Regions from separate parts of the Mus musculus genome. Here region 2 is linked to region 1. Evidence: chromatin contacts called from public Hi-C data. All regions are on one chromosome and are shown on one strand. The core of a region is the stretch at or near the end of the contact, and the rest is flanking DNA. Distances in the headings are between cores, read along the strand shown.

The links. Hi-C and Micro-C count contacts between places; a contact is called where the count stands out from the background.
Region 2: a contact with region 1 is called in a Hi-C map of muscle stem cells, with 2.1 times the contacts expected there. The contact joins two enhancer-like sites. A contact is called at or near these places in 4 of 484 Hi-C or Micro-C datasets (Sertoli cells, liver, muscle stem cells and 1 more) and 2 of 115 datasets of contacts at active chromatin or transcription factors (embryonic stem cells and pancreatic cancer cells).

Annotation. Positions count from the first base shown.
Region 1 is chr5:21,142,371-21,147,704 of GRCm38.p6, forward strand. It overlaps Gm42222 (a long non-coding RNA gene), which reads left to right. Exons shown (of 3, transcript XR_880865.1): 3 at 2,092-2,591. Among named protein-coding and RNA genes, the nearest start is that of Gm42222, 6.9 kb to the left of the region's middle. Within about 2 kb of position 2,316, at least 113 of the 459 cell types and tissues checked have an H3K27ac peak or open chromatin away from gene starts, as enhancers often do. A contact at or near this core is called in muscle stem cells, where this site is marked.
Region 2 is chr5:21,209,312-21,214,645 of GRCm38.p6, forward strand. The region is part of intron 5 of Gsap (gamma-secretase activating protein); the gene reads left to right. Among named protein-coding and RNA genes, the nearest start is that of Gsap, 26 kb to the left of the region's middle. Within about 2 kb of position 2,245, at least 8 of the 459 cell types and tissues checked have an H3K27ac peak or open chromatin away from gene starts, as enhancers often do. A contact at or near this core is called in muscle stem cells, where this site is marked.

The DNA.
Region 1 (5,334 bases), core at 1,066-3,565:
TGTAATAATTTGGAAGATTTAAGTGAGCAAACATATTAAATGTTCAAGTTGCTTTTCCCTTTAATTCTGTGTGTCTGGGGATACATGTGAAACACAGAACGATATAGTGAGAGACGCAAGGCCTGTACTTCTTTTTCTCCCTCACACACAATCTTTCATCCATCTCTTACTCCCCACTACACTGGGTTATACTAGAAGAATAACAAACATGAAAACATATGAAACATAGCAAACACAGGTGCTTGCTCCAAGTCATTCTTACTTTTTACCAGGTAGTGGCAATAGCCTCCTGTCCTGTTCTTCTTAGGATATTCCTTTTTCTTTTCCTTTTTTTTTTTTTTTTTTTGAAACAGGGTCTCACAATGTAGGCCTGACTATGTAGACCAGGTTGGCCTCAAACTAGCAGAAACCAGAACCAGCCGGCCTCCCTCTGCCTCCTGTGTGCTTAGATGTAAAGGCTTATGTCGTTATGCTGCACCTTAGAACGTTCTGAACAGTAGCACTCATGGCATTAGAGTTCAAGTTAGAAAACATCACTTACTCAAAATCCTCTGAGGACCTTTCCTTCTCAGCTGCGTCCCCTCCTCCCCTGGGGAGCCACCCCAGCCTTCCTAAGCATGGCAGGACCCCCACCATCTCAGGGTCTTGTCGTGGGGTGTTCTTTCCTAATCTCTCTGCAAGAGTGGCTTCCTCTCTTTTTTGGATCTGATCATCTCGGTGAGCCTTCCTGCTGCGACCTTTAGCGCTCACCCATCCTTACCTGGGCTCCGATATTCGCCACCATCTAACATACTTACCTACCATACGCCTCCCCTCTAGAATATGGAATGTAGTTCCCAGGAGGGCAAGAGCTTTTGACTGTTCCACCCTCAACACACAAGAGAGTACTTGTCTCAAAGTAAGTGCTAAGGCAATGTTTGTTGAATGAATGAATGAATGAATGAATGAATAAAACATAGATAAGCTGTGGCCCTTGTGCATTTGCAACTCTTCACAAACAGCAAATTGTTCATCAAAACATTACAGGAAAAATTCGGAAACTTTTGAATTGTCTGCTGATGAGGACTGTTGTTTTAATGTAAAACGAATATCCTTTTTTTCTCTTTCCTCAAGCGTTTGCTCTGCCGAGTCTCTGGCTTCTCTTCCTCCCCAGTCTCCACACAGGTGTTACGACGGGGCATCCTGCTTCGGTTTCCTGTCTTGGCTCATCTTCGTCTGTGCACAATCTCGTCTACTTTTATGGCTCCCATTATTTCGTGGCCTTGGATTTCTCTCCAACTTACAAGTCCAGCATTGACATTTATTGTTGGTCTAAGTTTTGTTTTTCTGGGCTGAGCCACCTTTCAAGATCTTAAACCTCATTGCTTAAAGCCAGATTTATCTTTTTTCCCCCTTAAAACTGGATCCTGTTCCAGCTATCTATTTCTGCTAATGATCTTGCCTTCTTCTAAGTCTGGAAGCATTTCAAGGCTTATAGTCATGAAATGTTACATAATGCGTCTTCACACTGTCAAGTCTGTTTCTTAGTCTCCTAGAGAAGTCACCTTCCTTTTTTCCTCTGAGATCCCGTATTTTAGCACACTGTGAATCAGCTGGTGGTGCTGGTCCACTGGGCCTGTTCTGGGCTAGCAGTGCTCATCTGAGTCTAGTCTTCTGTTTCACCGCTAAAGAGTCAATTCTGTTTCAGAATACAGACCTGACATTGTCCAGGTTTATTTATTTATTTATTTATTTATTTATTTATTTTTAAAGAAAAGACCTTTTCTAGGTCATAGAAAATTCAACTAGTCACAAAAAGAATTTAAAATATGGGTCAGTGGGTAAACATTCCCAAGAACATGGGTTCAGTTCCCAGACCTGCTGTAGTATAGGTGAGCCTACACTCACAAACACACATCATACATACATGTGCACACATATACAATAATAATAAAAAATAAAAAGTCAAATCAGTCGTCATGATTAACTCAGATTGATTATTAACATTGTGATGCATATATAGCCTTTTGGTTTTCTTTCTCTGTCCAAGTTATGATTATATTTTTAAACCATGAAGGGATTCTTTATATCTTTTTTGTTATTGTTGTTCAGTTTGCAGACTTGCTCCCTGAGTTTGCTGGACTTCCGTACCTTTTTCACTATGTGATGCTGTTTTTACGTGACTGCTCCTACGAGGGGGGCTAAGGACTTGGTACAGCCGAGCAGATGCATCCTCTCTGGACTTTGATTCCTGAGCTGTTGACTCAGAGCAGCAGGGATGACGGATGACGCAGAGTCCACTGTGGCCTGGGCAGCAGCTATGGCAGCTGCATCCGGTTTCCAGTTGAGAGAAAGACAGCTGTTCTGAGGCAGTATGCAATGTCCTGCATCCAAGGACTTCGCAGTGTGAGCCACGGGGTCAGCCTTTGGCAGCTGGGCTGGTGACTTCATGGGAGCAGCCCTGTGGAATGCAAGGGTGTGACTCTTGCCTGGATGATTCTCCTTCCCACCTCTGCTTCTTGAATTAGCTTAAAAGTCAACTTAATTTATTGGCAACAGAAACTAAGCTGTCAACAATAGTGTGCTCTTACAATAATCCTTTCCATGTGGCTTGTGCTTGTCTGAATGCTGTCTGTGATTTAGCTTGTCATTTTTACAACAACCCTGTGAAACAGAGACTGGTATTAGCCCCATTTTATGGATGATCAAACTGAGCTATGGGAAGACTAGGTTATCCAACCAAGGCTACACAGTTGTCAGTGGTGCCTCTGAAGCTCAAACCCCTCCACTCTGGCCTCATTCTTAGGAGTGTTGATTGGTCTACATATTCTTTTATAACTTCTTTTTTCATGTGACAAAATTTAATGAGCATTTCTGTGTTGTTAAATATTCAGGTAAGTTGTATAGTGTTCAAAGGGTGATTCATGGTCTACCCAACCGACTCCCTATTGTTAAACACTAAGGATATCCTAGTGCATAAACATTTTAAGTTTTAGGCTAGCATATGAAGTCATGGCTTCATCATGCCAGTCTCACCCATGTGTCATGATGCTTCATTCTTATCTGTTCCCTTTTATACTGAGTCCTAACATCCATGACTTACTTCCTTACACTGAAGGCCCAAAAGTGGGTGGGATGTTTGGTGTCTTAGTCAGGGTTTCTATTCCTGTGCAAACATCATGACCAAGAAGCAGTTGGGTAGGAAAGGGTTTATTCAGCTTACACCTTCTACATTGCTGTTGATCATCAAAGGAAGTCAGGACTGGAACTCAAGCAGGTCAGGAAGCAGGAGCTGATGCAGAGGCCCTGGAGGGATGTTCTTTACTGGCTTGCTTCCTCTGGCTTGCTCAGCCCGCTCTCTTATAGAACCAAGACTACCAGCCCAGAGATGGTCCCACCCACAAGGGGCCCTCCCCGCTTAATCACTAATTGAGAAAATGCTCCACAGCTGGATCTCATGGAGGCATTTCCTCAACTGAAGCTCCTTTCTCTGTGATAACTCCAGCCTGTGTCAAGTCCACACACAAAATCGGCCAGTACATTTGGTCAAAGGGAAATTTAACTACCTTCTAGAAAGGCAATCCCAATTTTGTTTTTATACACAGCAATATATATGGGCATTCTGTTTCCCTGAGTTATTAACATTGAACATTTAAGTGGTATGTGTATGTGTGTGTGTGGTGAAAAATGATAGATATTTTTTCTTTTAAATTTTGAAATTCTTTAAAGATTTAAAAATACAATTTTAGGGGCTGGGAGGTAGCTTAATTGGTAAAGTGGTGGAGACAGGAATCTGATCCCTAGAACCAATGTCATAAGCCATTCTTGCTGTAGAGTGCTTATAATTCCAGCCCTGGGGAGAAGGGAAGGGGAGGCTCCCTGGAGCTGCCTGTTGTCTCTTTTGCCTAATTGGCAACTCCTGGGTCACAGTGACAGACTCTGCTTCAAACCAGTGAGAATGGCTTCTGAAGAATGTCACCTGAGACTGACTGCTGGTCTCTGTGGACAGGCACACATATAAGTCTGCACACTTGAACATACATGCGCATTCTCCCACACGAACACATGCACATGCAAAACATTCGGCCATTTGTTTAGTCCTTTCATAATTTTTTTCATCATCTATAAGATGAAGTTGAGACTACTCAAGACTCTTTCTGCCTTTTTTGTTTATTTCTGTTTTTTCTTTTCTTTCTTTTTTTATTAGATATTTTTCTTTATTTACATTTGTTTCTGTTTTTTGAACAAGGTTTCTCTGTATAGCCCTGGATGCCCTGGAACTCACACTGTAGACCAGGCTGGCCTTGAACTTACAGAGATCAGCTTATGTTTGCCTCCTGAGTGCACCACCACCTCCCTGCTTAAATCTAAAGACTCTTAGTGGTAAAGCTGCCATCCAGCCAAAGCCCTCACGGATTGCTGACAATAAATGTGAGCAAATAATCCAGGGCAAGAGGGTTACTACTGCAAGCCAGTGCTCCTGCCTCATTCCGGTTGTGCTGGTTGGATACAGGTGGGGATGCTGGGTGAACTCACAATGAGTCTAACAAGCAAAGGCTCCAGTTCTGTAAACTGCAGAATCAATAAGGAAGGCACTTGCTAGCTTGTGATTTCTACCAGTTTTCGTTTAAACATGACTTTGTTTCTTTCCTCCTCCTCTTCCTCCTCCTCCTCCTCTTCCTCCTCCTCTTCCTCCTCGTCTTCTTCTTCTTCTTCTTCTTCTTCTTCTTCTTCTTCTTCTTCTTCTTCTTCTTCTTCTTCTAAGATTTTATGTATGTGAGTTCATTGTTGTTCTCCTCAGAAACACCAAAGGAGGGCATCGAATTCTATTACAGATGGTTGTAAGTCACCATGTGGTTGCTGGGAATTGAACTCAGGACCTCTGGAAGAACAGCCAGTGCTCTTAACCACTGAGTCATCTCTCTAGCCCAATTTCTACCATTCTTAAAGTGCTGGCTTCATCACTACATCCAGAGGACAGATCTTCCCCCCCATCACACATCAGCCTGGGAGGAAGGGAAAGAGTAAGCAGAGGCTATGGAAAGGCCAGTATGGGTATTTGAAAGAGAAGTAAGAAGCCTATCCAAGTCAGGCGTTCAATGTGGTTGAGAGTCGTTAGATTTAAACAGTCCATGGGCAATGTAAACTCTTTGTAGGAAAAACACGATCAGTGTCTGGAACAATGGTCATCACAGGAGCTGATCATGAGTAATGGCCAGTGTCGTTCCTGTGGTGTGCCCTAGTGTACAGCTTGTCTAGCCTACCCCTCAAAGGCTGCCACACTGCCAGTATAGGTGATCATTCCCATTTTGGCCTTGCTGCTGGCTTATTTTGGCCTATCTCTCCAGAAGCCAG
Region 2 (5,334 bases), core at 995-3,494, 67 kb after region 1:
AACTTATAAAAGTCAACTCAACTGGTCTTTAAGACTGTGTTCCAGTAATGATAACCATCTGTGTGGGCTGGAGGCAACTCTGGTCCAGAGGGTCTGATTCTGGCCCCTTACTGCTGTGCTCCCAGGTGCTTTCCCTCGGCAATGTTTACTTGGCACTTAGATTCCTTCTTTTGTTAGCAGAGTTCCTACTTGGATCTATTCTGTGGTTACGTGTGATAGGAAAACCCTTTATACATATTTTCCGCTTGAGTGTCACAAGGCTGTCTTGGGCTTCTGAGGACACACATCTCCCCACATCTTACAGCGGCAGGAGACTTGGAGCCGAGCCTGGGAAGAGCTTTTGTGAGATACTGGTGGGCTAGATGTTTTCTCTGCGGTCTCATTGCTTATTCACACTTTTACCTTGCCATGATATACCGAGAACTACCATCACCCATTTCCTTAGTTTCTCTAATGCTCTTAGCTTAACATTTGAGACAATGGTCATCTCTAGGGATGGAACTGGACTGGATTATGTGGGATGTGATTTAGAATACTAGGATGCTGACCCCCAAACAAGTGTTTGAACAAAATAAGATTCGGGGCTGATCTGACGTACTCCTGTGTCCTGGGAAGGCAAGATTACTGCTGTAGCTGCGCAGCTGGTGAGGCCAAGCCACTCGCCTTGGTTTTGGACTGTGTGTCGCCTGCTTCTTCTTGTTACTTGTTACCTCTAATCTAAGGGGAAAAAAAACTTTTTTGCTGGTCAAAGTCAGAACAACTGTAATTTTTACTTGGTATTTATCATTTATGCCTCACCATCAATAGTCAATGGTGTATGTGTTGTAAAGTGCACTTCCAGATCAATTTCAAAGTGTTGCTTAAAATTAAAATTAAATTAGATCCTACTCCGATATGCTTGCCCAGTCTTGGATTTGGGTGAGATTCCTTGTTTGAACCTTTAAAAACATTAGGCTGAATATTATTAGTTATCATGCTTACCAAGTAGCTTGTATCCCAACTCACCGTTTATCTCGACCACCAAGTAATGACAATGCATAACTCCAGACTGTTCCTCCTCAGCTTCTCCACCAATGTCTTGCTTTTGGCTCAGGATCATTGGGAGAATCTGTTTTCTGCATTACAGCCTGGGAGTACAAATGGAAATCATGCTCAGTAGGCAGACCGCGGTTAGTGGGAATCAGGAAGCAGAAGGAAAACTGTTCTCCACTTCCAGTCTGAAAAGGGATGATTCTGAGGGAATGGGGCAATGGGGCTCACACACTCACATGCTCTCTCTCTCTCTCTCTCTCTCTCACACACACACACACACACACACACACACGTGAGGCCACTAATATGCTGATTCCCTGTCTAGTGTGCTTCTGGCCTTTGGCCCTGTCCCCACTTCCTCAGGCAAACTTCTCCCTGCTGGAGTGGACCTGTCCTGTTAACTTCTGGCCTTAGTTTGAGTTTTTTTAGAAGCAACATCTGTTTAAAAGGATTGAGTGCTATTAGTGTATTTGGGTCATGGAAACACTGCCGGGGCATGATTTTAACCTGAAAGAGGGAAAGGGAGGTCACATTTCTGATAGCAACTGCCAGCTCAAGAGCTCCCAGCCTGGGCTAGCCTCTGTAGATTCACTGTGTTAAAGAGTGATGGGGGCAGAGGGTTGGGCTGGAGAAGGAGGAGTTAGAAGTCAGAGGAAGAGGAAGATGAGGTAGAGGACGATCATCTCCATAGCAAGAGAGCATCACAAGGACCCGGCCTTTATTTTGCCAGAAAGGGAATCCTACAGTTAAGGTTGCATCTGGACACACTTAGGAAACAGAGTTGTCAGGAGTAGCTTCTGGATTTGATAAGCATATGAGAAAAAGCACAAGTCAAAAGTGACTCAGCCTCTGTATAAGTGTGTGTATGCCTATGTGAGATTTTGTGTATTAGTGTGAGTATGTGTCTGAGTTTTTTAATATGTGAATGTGAGTGTGTGTGAGTACTGTGTGTGTGTGTTTGTGTGTAAGTGTGTGTTTACGTGTGAGTATATGTGTGAGTGCTTGCACGTGTGTATGTGTTTGTGTGTGAGTGTGCTTGCATGTGTGTGAGTAAGAGTATTTGTGTGTTTGTATGTGAGTATGTGTGAGGGTATGTGTGAGTGTTTATGTGTGAATGAGTGTGTGTGTGTGTGAGTGAGTGTGTGTGTTAACAGGAGTTAGAGAAAGTATTTGGTTTTACACATGATGAGTTTGAGATGGGAATTAGACATCCAGAGATGTGACGTAGGGATTTAGTCTGAGTCAGAGCTCAGGCCAGAGGAGGCTGGGGTTGGAGAGTGCCCTTGGGAATCACCAATAAGCCCCATGGAAGGTTTTTTCCTGTTAATGTTTCAGAAGTACAACTGGGCTTGGTGGTGTAGCCCTTGTTAAACCAGAACATAAGGGGTAGACAGAGGAGGGTCAGGAGTTGATAGTCATCCTTGACTACATAAAACTACATGAAACCCTGTCTTAAAACACTATTTACCTGAAAAAAGAGATGATACAGCCAGAAAGGACTATAGAATGTGTCACGATGTTTTGTCCTTTGAACAGATACATTGGAAAGATTTCTTTTGTCTGACAACAAATGGTTACCGTATAAGTCATTTTACTAAAAAAAAAAAAAGAAAAGTAGTCTCCTGCAAAGTGTTGTTTAACACTCTGTTGTTTAAAATGCGATTTCTTTCCCCATTGCAAAAGAGACAACCTATAACATACTTCAAGTAAAAGATTCTCTGATCCACATACTGTATAGTCAGCTTTTACCAGCACCCTCTTTCCTTGGTCATTGTATAGTTGATGTTTGTTTAGAAAATGATCTTCCATAGGAAAAGGCCCCAGGGTCAATTCTGTGTCTTCTTTGTAGGGCTGCATTTGACACCGGATACAGTAGATCTTTCTTGGGCAGCATCTGGGGTAGCCACTTGTGTTGGAACCCCACTGTCATAAAGATTCCCCAGAGTCTTCATGCCATTAGGACAGATGAATACGTATTCCAAGGAACTGTGGTTTATCTCAAGATCTCCACTGGGAAGGACATGCCTATTATTATTCAGAGACATTCCTGTTGGTAGTGGTTGACTCCCACATTTATGGTAGTGGTACTGCTTAAATGCCTGGCCTGGAGATTAGTGGAGGAAGATGGTTCATACTATTGAGAATAAAATAATTTAAATGATAGTTGGAGACAGTTGGATTCATGCTGTAAAAGCCAGATATAGGGTGATTCCTTATTTTTCTTTCTATAGTTTTCCCTGGCTTCCCACAAATGGTGGGTTTTTCATGCAGTTAGAATGTCTGTGTAATAATTTAGTTTTAGTAGGAAAATTGTTTTCCCTTCTTGTTCTCAATTTTCACAATATTTTTATTCTATTTTTCTTTTTGACTCTCTTCAACACCAAATGCCTTTCTTATTTCTGGAGCCATGTTTTAGGTACCAAGCAGATTCCCACAGTTCCTCACTGTCAGGGTGACATAGTCTAGAGTCAACTGAGAAAAGATTCTCAGTTAAGGGATTGTCCAAATCAGATTGAGCTGTGGATGTGTCTGTGGGGGGATCCTTTTGACTGTTAATCAGTGCAGGAATGCCCATCCCACCATGGGTGGCACCATTCCCTAGGCATGTGGTTCTGGGCTATACAAGAATCTAGTTAAGTATGAGCCTCTGAAAAGTCAGCAAGCAGCCTTTGTCAGTGGTTTCTGTTTCAAGGTCTTGCTTGAGTTCCTGCCCTGACTTCCCTCATGGATGGACTGCGACTTGGGTGTGTAGGCCAAACAAACAGCCACCTTTCCTCCCTTAAGCCACATTTAGTCATGGTGTTTGTCATAGCAACAGAACGAAACTAGATCACTCATCATTGCTTTTGTCCTGTCAACAGGAAGGCAGCTTTGTGAATCGATGTGCTGTCCTGCCACTTGGCTTTTCTTTCTTTCTTTCTTTCTTTCTTTCTTTCTTTCTTTCTTTCTTTCTCTTCTTTTTTCCCCCATCATAAACCATGGTACTCATCAAACATTTGACTTTCCATTCTGTAGTTTATATTTGTGAGTCAACATAATAGCTTAATGCTGCTTGCCTTTTCAAGTGGTTTGTGTGTTCAGAAGGAGTGTGTACATGTAAGAATATTTTTGCACGAGTGTGGAGTGTGAACTCATGTGGAGGATGGTTTAACGTCAGGTGCCTTCCTCCGTAGGTCTGTTTTCTTCTGTGTGAGTCAGGAGCTCTCACTGAACCCAGAGCACATGGATTTGGCCACACTGGCTGGCCCATGAGTTAGATGAATCAGCTGGTCTCCACTCTGGAGTTACACATAAACACTGCCATACCTGCCTGTTTTATGTGATGCTGAGAATCTGAACTCAGTTCTTTATGCTTGCATATCAAGCACTTTCCCCACTGACTCATCTCCCCAAATCCCTCAAGGCTTTCTTTTCTTAGTTTCTACCAATAATTTTATTACTATGCCATTGATAGAAATGAGTACACAACAGGTCTCTAATGAACAACAACAACAACCACCAGATTGAGAGATTGAGATCTGGGCAACGTGATGCTTGAAATTGCCACAAAGGAGAAAAAACAGCCTCCAATGCTTCCTTCTTCTGCCGCCCCTGGTGCTGCCTGTGTGCTCCTTCCATGTGGACCTGGGGCCTCTTTTGTGAAGAGGAAGTTGAGGAGACTTCCGGCTCAAGGAAGGAGTCAGAAAGGACACAAGACTGAGAACAACGATCATAGCCATTTGAAGGTGGTGGGGCAGGATGCTTTTGTGGTGCAGTTTGATTAAGAGGCAGACAGCACGTAGCAAACCTATGAAAACCATTGTAAATGACAGGGTTTGTCAATGAGGCAGACATCCAGTCAATGAAGCAGACACACCTGCACAGTTAGAAATGGAGGATGAAGATACGACGACCGGTGTGTTCCCACGGCAGACAGGGGTGTCCTCTGAGAAGACTGAAAACCTGCTACTTGCCCCCAGAATCTTGTTATAGACCAAGAATACAATCTCAACTAGAAAGCCACAATTTTGTCCTGCCACATCCTGACTACTACAGTATAGTTTTCTCTTCTCTTTCATTCCCCTGCCCTCATTTCTTTATTGTTCATAAAGTAACAGGAGTATGTACACAAGCATCTCTCTCTCTCTCTTTATTCTTTTGTAAACTACACGCCTGGTGTTCTGATTTTGGTTGACATCAGATGGAGGTGGTTTGTGGGGGACAGACTGGTTCTGTGAAAATATCCACCTTTCCCCATTAGAAGCACGCTCACTCAGCACTTGTCTTAGATTCCAGTAAGTTAGTTTGCTTTAACAAAAGAGC